Linked DNA regions of Triticum aestivum: region 2 is linked to region 1. The links are chromatin contacts, called in public Hi-C maps. All regions are on one chromosome and are shown on one strand. Each heading gives the region's core, a stretch centred on a gene start, on an enhancer-like site or on the middle of the called end of the contact. The rest is flanking DNA. Distances are from core to core; before and after follow the strand shown.

Region 1 (5,507 bases), core at 1,263-3,762:
TGTGGCGGAGCAACAGGGCGGGTTGTGACCACCCAGGGCGGGTTGTGGGCCTGGTCCCTAGTCGACGTCCGTGGTTACTTCAAAATAACGCACCTAACAAGTTCGGATATTTGATCTGAGTTGGTCGTTGGCCTATACGCACTAACCGCCACGTGGGATAAGATATGGACAATCAGTGTCGTAGTATCAGCTGAAGCTTTCCAGACGTTAGCGACTAAGCGGCGCGTGCTCGGGTTGTCCGCGTAAAGCAACCGCCTTTGTAATGGAGGTTGTCGGGACTAGTCCCGGCCGCCCTCACAACATGCAGGAGTGCAACGGGCAATGGGCCCAAGACCCCTGCACTTAGAATTTAGACCGGCGTGCTGACCTCTCTATTGGGACTAGGTAGAGCTACAACGTGATGATCTTCGGGGGCCGGACATGACCCAGGAAAGTGTGCCTGGCCAGATGGATCGAGCGTGTCGGGTAATGCGGTGCACCCCTGCAGGGAAGTTTATCTATTCGAATAGCCATGTCAACAGCAACAGGACGACTTGGAGTTGTATTCCGACCTCTGACAACTAGAACCGGATACTTAATAGAACACACTCAGATAAGTTCCAGAGACAACCCGGTGATCACTCTCCCACAGGGCGGCGAGGGGAGGATCGCGGGGTAGGTTACGCTATACGATATTACTTGTTACTATACCAGCTACTCTCTTCTATATACTTCAAGATGGAGGCTGCCAGAAGCATAATCTTTCGTAGGACTAGCTTCTCCCCCTTTATTCTGTCATTCTGTAGTTTAGTCCATAGATATTACCCCTTTCATTGATATCAATGCATATGTAGTGTAGATCCTTACTTGCGAGTACTTTGGATGAGTACTTCCGATTGCTTTGCTCCCTCTTTTTCCCCCTTTCCGTTCTTCTCGGATGCTGCAACCAGATGGTGGAGCCCAGGAGATGCCACCGTTGACGATGACAAGAGTAGTTTAGGAGGATCCCAGGCAAGAGGCTTGCGCCTCTTCGATCTGTATCCCCGTTTGTGCTAGCCATCTTATGACAACTTGTTTAACTTATATCTGTACTCAGATATTGTTACTTCCGCTGAATTGTTTATATTCGAGCTTATGTATTCGAGCCCTCGAGGCCCCTGCCTTGTAGTATAAAGCTTGTATGACTTTAATTTGTATTTAGAGTTGTCCTATGATATCTTTCCATGGGTCCCTTATTTTGATCGTACATGTTTGTGTATAATTAGTATATGATTAAATCTAAGGCGTGTGCGATTAAATCTGAGGCGTCACAAATACTTCATAAGAGCGTGTATAATTAATGTACGATTAAATCTAAGGCGTTACAAATACTTCGTAGGAAGTGTAGGACAAGAAACGACAAATTGCCCTGGGTGTGAGCATTGTATTCAAACCTGCCTGTATTATTTCTCAACGACATAGTGGTGTGCATTTGTGTTATCCGATAATCCCAGGATCTGTCGTGTAAAAGAGTTTTCTCACTACTTATTGTTTCGCCATGTACTTTTTTACCTACTAAGAGCATCTCCAATAGCTTGTCTATATAGATGTCTATACTCGTTTTCCACGAGGTGGACCCAAAACAGGCGTTCAACAGCTTGTCTATATGGTCGTCCAAATATACGCATCCTCTAAATCGACCTCGACAATGTCCACGCCTAGACAATATGAAGGCGTTGTCTAAACTCAGCTGTAATCATGATTTCTTCCTCTCCCCGGCAACGGCCCACCTGTCATGGTCCTTGTACATAGACGTTCTGATGCAAAATTAGATGTGTATATGAAGGAATCTTTTTAGACCATTGTCTATATGAATATATAGACATCCAAATATACACATGCTATTGGAGATGCTCTAATAGAGCGGCTATTGCTTATGTGGGGTTCACCATCGCGGATGTTTTTATAGAAAACCACTTGACTTTTATGAAAATAAACACACCGTCCAAAAGTGAGTAAAAGCAATTCGACTGTTTCTCCACAAAGAATTATACGTCGCCTTGTGCTTGTTTGACTAATAATAATCCCACATCGTGAATTTACACCCAATCTAACCAGTTCATATACATACAAACTAATGATTTCAACAAGCGACCAAACTAATCCGCAAGCAGAGGTCAGGAGGATGAGGCAGACACGAATCGATCAAAGAAGGGAACGGGCGGATCTCGACATGGAGAACCAGATCCGGTGGGTAGTGCGAGGCAGAGGCGTCCATGGCGAGCTCCTGCTGAGAGAAGTGAGAAGGAGTAAGGAGAGGAGCGGAGAACGGGCAGGGGGCGTGCTCATCTGCTTGGCTTCCCGGCGGCGCCGGCAGTCACCGGCGCGTGCGGAGGAAGGTGAGGGTCGAGGCCGGCGTGGGGCAGCGGTGGAGGGAGACGAGGGGATCGATGGGGCAATTGTGGGGATAGGTCTCCCTGGCTGCTAGGTTAACGGGAGTAGGTGGGCCGACCTCGAAATGGAAAGTTAGGTTGGGCCCGATGATGTTGGGCTGCGCTGACTGATGGGCTCCCTCTCTTCCTTTTCAATTAAAGCAAGCGTTGGGGAGTCAGGTATGATACATATATGCTCTTCCTCATTCCGGTTTGTTGACTTTTATCTCATTATCCTTTTTGTTTGTTAGTCCTACTTTTATTTCTTTCACTCATCTGTTTAGATTATAAATGCATTAAATTTTGCATGCAATGATTAAAAAAGAATGACCATGCAACATTCCTACTCATTCAGTGGGCATGACATCCATTCACCATGGTTAATGGAGACTAAAACATGATATGTATTTCTTCGACACCTCGGCATGCGCCTACCTGCCTCCCAGGACCTGCCTCCCAGGATGTTGTCATGCCACCGATGGGTGTTTTGATGGACACATTTATTTATTTCCTCGTTGCAACACACGGGCATATGTACTAGTTGGTTATAAAGCGGAGTGAGAGCCTCTTTCAGAGATTTTTTCATTTCTTCTGATATCTCATTTCTTCTGATATCTCCGGACAAGACACAATGTACAGGGGCTGTCCTAGTCCACCGCCTCGGGAGCAACTGCAGTTGATGCATGTCATAAAGATTAGCAAAATTACCATCCCAGCTGACTGAGCCAGCATGGCTGCACTGCGCAGGATATGCGCCCCGTTCTACTGCTTTTCTGCATGTACTCCCTCCGTTCGGATTTAGATGTCGCGACGTTGTTTTTGCGAAAACTCCCTCCATCTATTTCCGACCGAACCCGCGGTCCTCGCCCTCACTCTCTTCTCCGGCTGGCCGCCGCGGTCCGCTCGGTGCTCTCCGCTGGCTCGCCGCCGCGCTGCTGCCGCGCTCTCCTCCCTCCCCCTCCCCTCCCCACCTTCTATCGTGTCGCCGTGCTCTCCTCCTCCATCTTCGGTGGCCTCGCCGCGCTCCTCTCCTCCTTCCCGCGACGACGGAGTTCAAGATTCGACCTTTGAGTTCAAGCCAGCGACGGATTCCATCGATGCGAGGCCTTCACCGCCGCCAAGCTCCTGGCGCCGGTAGCCGCTAGCTTCAGGGGAGACCGCATCCTCTCTCCCTCCCAGATCCTCCTGGTGCCGGTGGATTTCTGCAGGTGAAGCAGCTCGAGGATGCGGTGCAGGAGCTCGTGGCCTCGTACGAGGACTGCGCGTACCTCGCCGAGGCGGTGAAGAATGTGCCCGGGGCGTACCAGCCGTCTGACCAGGTGCGGGCCGTGTTGCTAACTGTCTGCACTCTGTTGGTTTGGGAAGGCGACTGATTTCAGAAAGCTGATCGATACGAAGGTCGAGAAGGTCAAGGGGACTGATTTCAGAAAGCTGATCGTCGGGACACAAGGACCAGCTCATACGGCAGTTCAAAGAGGCTGTTTGGGTATGTGCTTCAGAGACTCTTGTTTCTGATTGTTGAGAAGATTATCTGCAATTGTGTGCTGTAGATGCATTTGCTAGGTGCTGAGTTCCTTAACCAAAGATGCGCACAGAAGCTGTTTAACCAAAGATGCTGAAGAATGTGTCTGTGTGATCCCAAAGTGCCTGGCCTTTTGTGTGCTTGTGCTCTGTCTCTGCAGGAGGTTCACCATGCAGGTCAACCGATGCCTGGTGACGAACAAGAGGAACTTGTTATGACCAGCACCCAGAACAACATCCAAACCTGACAACATCCTAAATATAGTATATGCCCATTGACTATGAAGCCTATAGTTGAGTTGGAAAATCCTGTTCGCTGGTAAGCAGTCAGTGCCTGGTTTTATTTTCATACTCTACGAAATTTCTGTTGTCTTTGTAGTCAGATCTTAATTCAGTTAAATTCAGAGATGCTCCTAAATTCAGTCATGCTCAGAACTTGTTCTTCACTCATGTGTATAGATTGTTGTCGCAGTATATGTTGCTTTACTCTAAAAACATCCGCTTGTTGCATTATACTCCCACAGACAGTAGAAATCTTTTTCATTTCAGAACCTAATGAATGCTATCTTGTTTCAATTTATTCTGGTGGTGTCCTAGAAACATCAATTTATTCTTGCATACAAACGTTGCAGTGTTGAAATGTTTGTGCTGAACTGCATAGAGTACAATTGACAGTAAGTGGAGTGACATGATCAAATACAGTGTTAAGATTCAGCCCTGAATAATTAACATACTCCTGTCATTTTAAGACTCAGCCCTGGACAATTGACAGTTATACTCCTGCCAATTGACAGTAAGTAGAGTGGGATAATCAAACGTTTGTGCTGAATTGCATATAGTATGTTTAATTAAATCATTGAAATTGACAGTGTATAATTAAATCTTAGTTAAATCCTGGATAACTGACACTAAGATTCAGCCTTGTATAGCAGTGACAGTGTAATCTTAATTAAATCTTACAGCATGTACATCAATATTTTAAATAGCGCGCTACAAAATATAGCGAGGCCCTTCTCTAAATGCTACACAAGTTATAGCGCGCTAATAGCGTGCTATATTTCAAAATAGCGTTTACAAAAAAAAATCAAAATATCTACAAATAAAGTATTTAAGCAACTAAATTTTTCATAGGAGCAAGCAATATATGCATCTGATAAAAGGAGTGAGAAAGCTAGTGGGAGAATCTGATAAAAGGAGTGAGAAAGCTAGTGGTCGTGGGTTGGTTTTGGCCTGCTGGGCCTGTTGGGCTGTGCTTATTTCAGTTTTGCATGGTCTGCATGTTATAACGTTATAATGTTACAACGTTATAGCGTGTGTAGCGCGCTAATTACGCGATTAGCGCCGTAGCGTCTGATTTTGCCAAAACGTAACGTCTCCCTTTTAAATATGCTATAACCGCGTTATAACGATGAAATAGCGTGCTATTTAAAATATTGATGTACACCTGTCATTTTAACTGGATTTCTCTGAAATGAAGGCATAATTGCACTGGCCTGTCCTAGATATAACTCATTTTCTAGGTTTACCTTCGGTAACATTTTTCTCTGAAACATTTTTCTTCTACTTTCATTGAGTAACATAAATTAGACCTATCAT
Region 2 (5,415 bases), core at 1,248-3,747, 170 kb before region 1:
TGTACGAACAATGGATAACCAAGTTCATGTTTAAGTTTGAATGTCAATCCAAACTTGTTGGGCTTTCATGAGTTTGGAATACACACTACGTTGTCTATGTTTCAAGTTCAAAATAATTCATAATTGATTATGGTTAGTTCATAAATTCATTAGTAAACCATTTCATTTTATTTGGTTTATTTAAATGACCTTCAAGTTTCCTTTAGGTTCAAACTAAATTCAATTCATATTTATTACTCTCCTAATTACGAATCCAACATAATTACTAAAGTTTATTTATTCTAATTCAAGTTATTATTTTAACATTGTTCAAGTTTGACCTAAGTCAAGTTTAAATCCAAAGTCACTCACTAAGTTCAGTCAAGTTTAGATCCCTAAAGTCAAGTTTAATCCCAAAAAAATACTAGATTTAATTTAAGTTGCTAAATTCTAATGCAAAAGGATTTGTTCAAACTAAATGGTTTTAAAGTTATATCCAAATTAAGTTCTAATTAATCCTAAACTTTCTAAAGTTGAATAATAATCTAAAATATTTACTAACGTCCATATTTTATTTTCTGAACTATGTTGAAAAATAATCATTTCAATTAAACCCTTTTATTCTAAGCTAATAAGTCAACCAGGTTTAGAACTATTTGAATTATAGTTACTATTAAACTATATTTAAAATTAAATTTTAAATATTTAAATTTGAAATATAGTGAGCTAAGTTGATACTGCATTTCACTAGATTTATTCTGCAAAAATAATCAATTCAATTGGATTTATAAATTGCAAGTTATGCCTATTTGAGTTTAGATTCATTATGTTTGAATTCAGGTTTAAGCTATTCAAATGCCAAATTTTATTAGTCTTGGTGAAAGTACATTTCATAAGGATCATTTTGCAAAAAGAATTATTCAATTTGGATTTATAGAATAAAAGTTATGATAGTTTGAAGTTACAATAGGTTTTCTGTAAAAGTGTCATTTTATCCCGTGATTTAATTTAACTCCATTTTTATTTTGGATAAGGCTTGGCCACATGGCGGCTTGCGATTGGCCGATACCGTTTCACGGTGAGGGGCTCCGTGTGCTGCTGGATCTAGTGGAATCCAGCGGTCCGTGTTTTATTCGAGCTAGGGTTTTGGGGGAGGGAAATTGCTCACCGGAGGGTCGTCGGAGATGAGGCCTATGGCGGTGCACAACTTGGGAGTAGATGGGGACGGCATTCCGATGGTCCTAGGGCGCGGTGAAGGGAACGTACGAGTGCGGCGTGGCACGGCGAAGTTGCAGGTGTCGTCGGCGTGCGTCGAGGGTGACGGAGGCGACGGTTGGGTGCTCGCCGAAGTACTCGTGCGCTGGCAGGGCTTCGTGTGCACACGAACGGCTCAAAATAGGCATCTATGGACGAAAAAAGGACATGGCCATGGGCTCGCTCACTCATGGTGATCGCCGGTGTTCGTCGTCGCGCAACGGAACAGCTCGGCCTTTGTCATTCTTAGGGTTCCAGAGGGCTGTGGGGATGCGATCAATATCTAGGGGCTCGCCGTGACTCCGGGAAGGCGAGGGTCATGTCCACCATGTTTGCCGAGCTCAGGCTCATCTGCTCCCCATGAACACTGAATTCGAAAAAAAATAGCAAATCATTTCAAAAAGTCTAAATTTTTTGGGCATCCAAGATGCTCGGATGCGCTAGTGTGTAAATTTCCATGGTGAAATGACATTTAAAGAGCTCTAGACAAAAAGAAGCAATATCAGTCTTCAAAGTGCCTTTTCCTTTTAACAAAGTTTATTCGGGAGTTGATTATCATTATTTTTGTCTAAAGCTCCTCGAATGCCATTTCACCCGAAATTTATACGTCCCTGGCACATTCAAGCCTTTTGGATGTGAACTTTTTTCATGTATGTTTGCTACTTTTGTTTGAATTTACTTTTCATGGACGGGTGTATGATGAGCCCCAAGCTTCAGCCGCCCTCATATTAGATCTAGATTATCCAATATGTGGGACGATGATGTTTTTCTAAAAGGAGGAAGACCCTTGGCCTCTGCATCTGGATGATGCATGCAACTACTTTATTAATTATTCACACAAGACCTTACAAAGTAATGACAGTAAGATTATAGCCAATGTCTAGGCAACATCTGTCGCTACTTCTATCCAGTTGTTGAAGGGATGCTGATAGTCTGAGCCTAATGTGGGATGATGTTATGCCGGGCTTTATTTTATCATCAGCTATTGTAGACGATTTATTACTCATTTGATGGATCTTTTTCTAATAATAAAGCACGAATTGACTTCGTGGGTTTACCGTCACAATACGCTTCTTCCCGTAAATTTACGCTTTCACTTTGAATTTAAAATACATATGCGAGGTGATACTCGCCCTACCTCGATCACTAGCGAGTATTTTTGGTCCGTCCCGCTATCCCCGTGGGCCTGGCTGTCGTCCCAAGGTGGGCCTGCGCCCGCAAACCTCTGCCTAGCTAGCCCGGTTAATTTGTCGGTCCCTCTCACGATATAGATCCTTGATGGAGTCAAACAAGAATTCTACGCTGCCTTCCCTAACCTCTCCCATAAATATCGATTCAGGCAGAGAAAGGAGGAGAGAGGAGGGGATACATGGAGGCAGAGACAGGAGGAGAGAGGAGGGGATACATGGAGGCAGAGGAGCATCCAAATCGTCAGGTGACACAAAGGTCAGTAAAACAGAACACGCGACCTTTCCTGTACAGTTGGGGCCTGCTTGCTGATCGAGCCAACCTAGTGACTTGCGCGTGATCGTGGCGCCACCGATCTGGCCGGCGCTGGGCGGCGGCCTTGCTAATCGAGCCCATCTGTTGAAATGCATGGGATTCATGGCTCTACTGACGTTCGATTTGGCCGATGTCGACGATGTTCGATCTGCTCGACGTGCTCCGGCAGTCCAGCGCAGTCGATGTCATCGAGGTTCGTACAGTTGGGGCTTGCTTGCTGATTGAGCCAACCTGGTGACTTGCACGTGATCGTGGCGCCACCAATCTGGCCGGCGCTGGGCGGCGGCCTTGCTAATCGAGCCCATCTATTGATATGCATGGGATTCATGGCGCTGGTGACGTTTGATTTGGCCGATGTCAACGATGTTCGATTTGCTCGACGTGCTCCGGCAGTCTAGCGCAGTCAATGTCGTCGAGATTTGACTGGCTCGACGGGCTTCAGATTGTCTTCCCGACCACAACCCACGGGGACTAGACTCTAGAGGCCAGCACCTTCGCAATGTCCGGCCACAAAACATGCATGCAGTGCTGGGTACCTGCCTCGTGCGATCGACAGAGGAGTACTGCGTCGGCCAGGCGGCGTCTTCTTGTGGAGCAGACAAGGGCTCTCGTGTGGGCTTTAGGATGATATTTGGTGCAAATCTGTTATCTGTCCAGCTTCGTTCTAAGATGTCCGAGTTGCAAGTCTCAACATATGCGTGGTTGTGATATCCCTAAAAAAACTGGTTGTGTATACAGGCACGGCTTACTGTCTGTGCATAGCATATAATCGTCATCTTTTTGCACGGAGGACACATACATAAAGCTTCTCACCCCAAGCAGTGTCTAGGTTGATCCAGATCCTGTTGCTGCTGGCTTCGTCCTTGATTATTTTCAACGATGTGCATCTTACTCGACAGGCTATCGTCTTCTATTTTTTTCCCAGCCATCGCTACGAAAGTTGGTACAGAGTACATACCTCACATGCATGTTTGTTTGGTCCATCATCAGTTTGTCGCATAGTCAGGGTGTGCCACGGTCCTCCCGAACTTGGACGTTTGCTCTGCCAATCTGTCACGAAAAATACCATCAATGACTGCTCAGTTGCTATGGCTAAGCACTACTAGCTTTGGTCATCATGGTGACAATCGCTCGACCAAAATACATGGTGACAATGGCAGTGAGTTATTTTCTTGTTGAGTTCAGACCTTCATAAATATGTGGTGCATTAGTTGGTGCATAAATCATGCTAATTGCTGCATCAACATGTTTTGTGTTATCTTACCCCTATCTTTGCAAATTCATCATTAATTAATTCATATATGATTATTTGAGATCATTTATGTCATTGTATTTGTATTTAGGGATTAATGTATCATAACGGCCATACACGATTCCATCATTAATCCTGTTAATATTGATCATGTTTTGGAATATTGGATTGCTTACAAATCTGAAAAATAATTTACCACTGAAACAACTGTAAATGTAGCAAAAGAAAAGTAGAAATACTTAAAATTACAAATGGCCATTCTTGAAAAAACATACATTTTCACATCGGAAACCATCCTACTAAATATTAGTCTCCTTTCAAAGACATAGGTCATAGCAACACTTCTCCTTCAAGATGTGATCTGCGTAAACATGATCAATTGATTTCCTACTTCACCTTAGACTAAGCTATATGTTCATTTATTTTGTACCCGTTGCAACGCACGGGCTCTTTTGCTAATAAAGTTTTATATTCTTTATTTTTGAGTGCATAAAAACAATCAGATGGCCCATCGCCGGCCCAGCCCGGCCAACAATTTGCTGGTCTACCTTTCCACACCACACCACCAATCTCTGTGTCGCTGTCGCCGTTCTCTTCTTTCTTTCTCTTGTGCGTGTCTTTAAAGCCCGACTCGCCTCGCCTCGCCTCGCCTCGCCGTCTCTGCCTCCTCTCCGCGAACCACCACCGCGCCCAGACAGCAGGCCCTCACCGTACTCTACTCCCGGCGGCTTGCAGCTGCTCTCTGCTTGTCGCGCGCTCGGCTCCCGCAACCGCCGCTCAATCTCTTCCCGTGGGACCTGCAGATTCTGTTGTTTGTCTGGCCGGCGTCGTCCGTTTCCCGGGTGCGACAAGAGAATCGGAGGGCCCGCGTGCTCGGAGCTACGAAGGCTTCGCCGCAGCGGAGCCTCGCCTGCATGGAGACTAAGGTTTTCCTCGCTTCCCTGCTCCCTCCTCCAATCTTACATTTCTTCTCCGCTTAGGATGATGCCGTAGCTGTTTGGTGGCGCGTCTCGCGTGCTCGTTGCGGTGCCGTGCTTCGGCCGCGGGCGCTTCCCTTCCGTGATCGCACAGATTTTTAGGTTTGCTTAGCGTGTGTCCGTGCGCGCGCGCCTCGTTGGACAGCCTGGATTTCAGGATTTCGTTAGCGCGGCCCGGGGTTCTCCGCTTCGCTGCTCCATGCCGGGGAAGCCCGTGGCTTTGCTCCCGGCCATGTGCGGGAGGTTCCCCACGAGTTTGATGGGGTGGCTGGCAGTGTATGTTGGTACTGGGCATGAGATTTGAAGAACGCAATGGTGCGTGTCGGGGTCTTGGAAGTACGGATTTGCTCGCCATGGTGGCCCAGATTTGGGTGCTGTGGCGAGCGATTGAGAGTTACGCACCGCCTAGGTTGACGGTAGGTTGTTGTCATTGTTCCCTGCTTGACGCCC

Evidence for each region. Hi-C and Micro-C count contacts between places; a contact is called where the count stands out from the background.
Region 2: a Hi-C map of leaf shows a contact between it and region 1, with 4 times the contacts expected there. The contact joins the promoter of LOC123091973 here to the enhancer-like site in region 1. A contact is called at or near these places in 2 of 5 Hi-C or Micro-C datasets (both in leaf).

Annotation. Positions count from the first base shown.
Region 1 is chr4B:273,137,381-273,142,887 of IWGSC CS RefSeq v2.1, reverse strand. No RefSeq gene overlaps it. Among protein-coding and RNA genes, the nearest start is that of LOC123091972, 29 kb to the right of the region's middle. Within about 2 kb of position 2,512, at least 6 of the 8 cell types and tissues checked have an H3K27ac peak or open chromatin away from gene starts, as enhancers often do. A contact at or near this core is called in leaf, where this site is marked.
Region 2 is chr4B:273,307,903-273,313,317 of IWGSC CS RefSeq v2.1, reverse strand. LOC123091973 reads left to right here and starts at 2,497. Exons shown (of 4, transcript XM_044513606.1): 1 at 2,497-2,679. The coding sequence starts at 2,512.